Regions from separate parts of the Mus musculus genome. Here region 2 is linked to region 1. The links are chromatin contacts, called in public Hi-C maps. All regions are on one chromosome and are shown on one strand. The core of a region is the stretch at or near the end of the contact, and the rest is flanking DNA. Distances in the headings are between cores, read along the strand shown.

Region 1 (2,813 bases), core at 57-2,556:
CCAGGCTCTTCCACAGAGGCAAGGATTAGCCCTGTGCCCTGGCCAGCGGCCAGCTCAGATCCTTTCATTTGGCCTACTTAGCTGTCCCCTAGGGGTGCAGGGAAGGGGATGGTTCATCACTGTTTGGGGCACCCTCATGCAGAGAGAGTCCACCCGGGAGGGGCTGTAACTCTGTCAACTGGTGTGACATGACAAGCCCTGTCCCTGAGCTCTGGCCACAGGAAACCGAAGCAGGCAGGGTAATACTGGTCCTGGAGTGCCATGTGATCGGTACTCAGAACACCAGGAGCAAAGGCCACCGCATGCTTAGAATACCCAGGCACGTCGGTGCTGAGCCTGTCTCCTAACACCATGCATGGGTCAGGGCTGAACAGAGAGGCCATGCTCTCCACAGGAGACAGGACACATGCCTACTTCGGGTCACTGCCAGAGGCAGGGCAATGTCAGAGAGAGCAAAGAGGAAGAACATTATCTCTACCTGCGACCACTCAATCCCACTGAATCCCTATGTCTACAGTATACAGAGGGATTAAGAGAACATATGGAAGAGGCACTGCAGTCCCAAGAGATAGGGCATCGGGACCAAGGGCAACCGGTACAATAAAGGCACAACTGGGACCTCATCCTCCTGCCTCACACCTAGGGTTGAGAAATAACAGCCTCCCCTTCAAAATACAGACCAGTCAGAGGAGCCCAGTGGGAGTTGTATCCGGAGGCAACTAATGGGAAACCCCTTGTGGCTGAGCCTCACCAGGATGGGACCCCCAAGACTTCATCGATATCTTCTGATTGCTGTGTGTCCATCTCTTTCCATGGGTTTGGCTGAGCCTTAAAATGCACACTTCTCCAATCTAATAAACATGATGGGTGTCGGAGACGGGGTGCTGAAGGTGAGTGCCTCCCTGTATCAGAGTGTGGCTGTTGCTGGCTGGACGCCCCAGTCTGGCTCGGTCACCCCTGCAACACATCCTCTCAGCACTCACTTCCCTTCTGCACAAGTAATTAAGAAACACCTGTGTTTCTCCATCAGGCTGCACATTTGGGGGAGAGCGTCTCTCACGTCACTTGGAGGGGGGACTCAAGTCCCCTCTCGAGCTCAGCTGTGGTGTGGCCCAGGGTCCCCTTCCTGCATCTCCATTAGGGGACAGAAGCAAGCCTGGAAAAAACAAAATCATAGCTCCACGGAATCTGCTTCAAAATGGCCGAAGCGCCCCCCCCCCCAGAACTTTGCAGCGTCGGGCTCCTGGAGGTGCCTTGATGCCAGCTCTTATGCCTATGCCAGCTTTTGCACAAGCGAACAGCTTGTATCCCCATGAAAATCAATGGATGGAACAAATTGTATTAAATTATGTAAAATGATACTAAAGAGCACATTCTACCAGTGAATAGAAGGAAAAAAAATACCCCCCCCCCAAATCTTGTTTTAATAAATCTGGCAAAATTATAGAAGACAATTAGGAAGGGGGAAATGCTAAATTTTTATGGCATTTAAAGTCACATCTCCTGGCCATAAGCGGAGGCTGGGGATTTATCCCCTCATAGGTCAGACAGGCATAATTCTTTCGTCTGTCTGACACCTTTGAGTTATTTATCACCCTGCTCCAGCCAGCGACATCTCCTGCCCCTCTCCCTTCCATGGAGACAGACTGGACCAAGCGGCAAAAAAGAGCAGGCAGTGTTTTGTGGATTCTTTTTTTTTTTTAAATCAAATTTTCTTCCTTTCATATAATATGTTTTCCTTGGTTAATAGCTATAATTAGCATTGAACTTGTGATGTAACCTCTTGCCAATATGAAGGAAAAAAAATTGGAAATGTCTTAGCCACTGCCATTCTTTTGATTCCTTCATGTAGCTGCCATTGAGAGAGAGAGAGAGAGAGAGAGAGAGGGAGGGAGAGGAAGAGGGAGAGAGAGAGGGAGACAGAGAGAGAGAGAGAGAGAGAGAGAAAGAGAGAGAGAGAGAGAGAGAGAGAGAGAGAGAGAGAGAGAGAGAGAGAGAGAGAGAGAGAGATCCTAAGGCAGAATGTTGAACAAGCCAGGAGGCCTTTTTCTGTCTCTAGCTTTAACTTCAAGCCCCACAAATGCTGTGGTATTCCCTGCCCATGTCAGTCCCAGCACCGGAGGTCCAGTCACTCCGTGGTGTTATTTCTGCCTAGGGGCTATCTGAGCTGACTTGGGGTACAGATGGTGTACAGAATGCTTCCTGAATGAGTCACACTGGGGAGAACACACCCTTCAGCTGTATGACCTCGACTGGACTGGGTACACAGGTTCTAATCCCACCCAATGCTTATGAAGATCAAGATAGTTAAACCATACCAAGTTTCTACATGATTCCTGTCACAGAGAGAAGCATTTCCTGAATGGTGGCCTCTGGCGTTTTGCCATGGTCTGTAGGAGAACTTAACCGTCTTCTCCTGATTTTCACATAATGGGGCCGATGCTTACCTCAGACCTTTCTGGAGAGAAGGTATCGCAAGCAGGGGGTTGCAGATCAAATGCTTCCTGCTCACGTATCAGGCAAGTGAATAACGGCTCCATGGTGGGACTCCATGGTGGGTGGATGAGGCCAGAGAGGAGCCCTGAGTTTATGCCCACCGTGGTGTGATTTACAAAGCTCACCTCGACTCAGACATCTGTGCTTCTCTGGAACCCGAGCTGGGACCTCAGTCAGAGGCCTCAGACCATAGTGCTATCCATGGCTGCCATCCCCTAAACCTAGGTAGCCACACTCCAACCAGCTTTTCTCTTTAACATGCCCAAGGTCACCAAACCTTAGACATATTTAATGTAGGCATGTTTAAATTGAGCAAT
Region 2 (2,700 bases), core at 160-2,659, 230 kb after region 1:
TAAGATTTCTGTCAGACATAGTCAAAAGTGGCCCGAAAATATTGAATGGGAAATTCCAGGAGCAGACAATTTGTAAGTTTTAAATCACCTCTTATTCGCTTCATGCTGCTGTGTCCTGTCCAGGCTAGCAGATTCACCCCCTGACAAGCTATCCAGCCATCTTCAGGCTCTGGTTGGGCCTAATTTTGGAATTAAACATCATAGTAAAGGCACTTAAATAGAAAGTTGCTTTTATTCAGCTTAGGGGTGTATCCACTGGGTAGGGGCTCTCCACAAATACTCCATAGGTCAGGAGGACTGTTGCTGTAAGTCTGCCTACCTCTTGACCCTGACCAATTTTGTTTTCTTAGCACTGGTCCTGCTCAACCACTGTCAAGAACAAAAAGCACTCTCAAAGGCCAACCTGAACACCATGAAGGTGCTAATGAGTATCTGAGGCAGAACCTGATGTTCTGGCCCTTCAGAGACTCTACCTCTACTGGCCAGTGATGGGTGAAGGGCACACGGTACTCAGATGGGAGATCCCCACTGCTTCTGAAATCGGGCCTTTTTGAAGTGTAGAATCAAACAGAAGCCACAAAGATGAGCCCTCAGACCTGAAGAGACACAGCAGAGATCTGCATGGTGGCCAAGAACCACTGCCATAGTAGACAAATAGGTAGGTTTGGGGGTGAGGGATATCAAGAGTGTTCAAGTTGTGAGTCACAGGCACATGGCACTTGGTTCTCACTTAGCAAACAATTGGCCTTCAATTGAGCACCATAGAGCATGGGGAAGGAAAAGGGTATGATGCCCACCTGGCATGTGCATGGACCCATACACATACTTCCATTCATGTGTCACTCACGACATACATACAGGTCTAGACCTCCCAGGCTACCTACAAGAACAAACCTCATAAAACATATATATAGGGGCGTCCTGTGCACACCATTAACCTCAACTGCACACACACACACACACACATACACACACACACACACACACCTACAACTCTCTAGGCCACCAAGTGCACAGGATGCCAGCACTCAGGAGCACACACCAGCAGGCACAGTGACAGATGCTCATTCTATTCTCCCTGGCATCCACACCGGTGTGCAAATTCAAGTCCACACACTGTCACACTACAAGCATGTGCACTCTGTCACAACGGCTGGCTTTGCTCTTGAACATCCCAGGCTATCTAAAGAGCAAGTTCCAGAAGAAGGTGACAGGAGGGCACCAAGGCCAAGCAGTGTGGAACAGGGAGGGACCCGCGGTGCAGCGGTGCTGTGCGCAGGTAGCTGGGAGCCCCGCGGTGATTACTATGCACCAGCAGCTGTCTCGGCGCGGTGACGGCGCCTCTAATTGATCTCATTATCTCCCCCTCCGTAAGGTGAAGTGCGGCCGCTCGGCGGGGCCCGGGCGCGGGCTGGGGCCGGCTGGCAGGCGGCGGGGCGGGCGGCGGATGAGGGCAGCGTGAGATCGCGAGGCCGCCTTGCCACCGAGCGCCACCGGGAGCCACCGGGCGTCGTGCCAGTGAACGTACGCGTGAGTGAGTGTGTGTGTGTGTGTGTGCGTCTGTGTGTGTGTGCGCGCGCGCGTGCGTCTGTATGTCTGTTCGTGTCTGTGTGTGTGTGTGTGTGTGTGTGTGTGTGTGTGTGTGTGTGTCCGCGCGTGCGCGCGTGTTTGTGTGAGTGAGTGTGACCCGTGAGCTGGCCTTCACACACATCCCGGACCCAAGCGGCGTTTTTCTGGTCACTCCCAGAGTCTTTGGTAATTGCATGAATGCTGTTATGTCTGGTTTCCCCATCATCACCTTGCTCTCTCTCTCTCTGCAAGGGCCGCGCCTACAAGTTTCCCCTCACCCCCTCTCACCGCCGCCCACCCCCCACCCCCACCTCAACCCACGACACCCCGCTCCTGTTAGAACCAACAATGATCCTCAATTAACCCTGTGCCCAGGGCCGCCTGCGTGTGAATGCTACGCTCTTCAGGCTTATGGCCGCAGAACCCCGCTGGGCCCGGGGCCAGTCTTCCTCCCCCGCAGGACCTGCAGGGGGCTCAGGGTAGCGGGGCTGCTACCCTTGCCTGGCTCCACAACCCACCTCTCCCTGCTGCGGAGAGAGGCCAGAAACAGCCTGAGGAGTTGTAGGAGGGGGGCCAAAAGGAAAGGAAAAAAAAAAAAAAAAAAAAGGAAACACTCAGTTTGTTGTGTTTTCTTGGGGTTTGTTTTCTTGCCAAAAAAATTACCCCCTTTGTCTTTGCGCAAAAGAGGCAGTGCGGGCACCTTCTGCTGGGCGCCGACACGGTGCCAACGCGCCTTGCTTAAGGGCGGCTTCTGTTCCTTTTCTAGCCTCCCCAGATATATTTTTAACATACAAAACACTATATTTAATTGGTTATAGATCTCCGTTCTCTTAGCACTACTGGATATCACAGAAAAACACATTAGTACAGAACAATTAGTACAGTGGCAGTAAACAACTAAGGCACTATTAAGCTGTGGGTGATTAAATAGCATTACTTTTTATTTTTTTATGGTGCTAGACTCAAAGATGGAGGAAATATAAAATATATCTATTTTCATTACTATTCGTAAAAATATATAAAATGTAAATATAACAGGTGTTTTACATTTCTTAAGGTATTATTTATGCCGAGCATTTCAATCAGTAGGCAGATGCTTCCCCCCTTTTTTAATAATAATAAAAAAATTAT

What was found. A called contact is a pair of places that touch in the nucleus more often than the background predicts.
Region 2: a contact with region 1 is called in a Hi-C map of cerebellar granule neurons, with 2.1 times the contacts expected there. The contact joins two enhancer-like sites. A contact is called at or near these places in 2 of 484 Hi-C or Micro-C datasets (cerebellar granule neurons and nephron progenitors), 5 of 115 datasets of contacts at active chromatin or transcription factors (embryonic basal ganglia, embryonic forebrain, embryonic midbrain and 2 more) and 1 of 9 other capture datasets (embryonic stem cells).

What each region holds. Positions count from the first base shown.
Region 1 is chr7:37,395,060-37,397,872 of GRCm38.p6, forward strand. It overlaps a transcript of Zfp536 not described here. Among named protein-coding and RNA genes, the nearest start is that of Gm51477, 43 kb to the right of the region's middle. Within about 2 kb of position 1,307, at least 15 of the 459 cell types and tissues checked have an H3K27ac peak or open chromatin away from gene starts, as enhancers often do. A contact at or near this core is called in cerebellar granule neurons, where this site is marked.
Region 2 is chr7:37,622,887-37,625,586 of GRCm38.p6, forward strand. All of the region lies in intron 3 of Zfp536 (zinc finger protein 536), which reads right to left. Among named protein-coding and RNA genes, the nearest start is that of 4930505M18Rik, 46 kb to the right of the region's middle. Within about 2 kb of position 1,410, at least 71 of the 459 cell types and tissues checked have an H3K27ac peak or open chromatin away from gene starts, as enhancers often do. A contact at or near this core is called in cerebellar granule neurons, where this site is marked.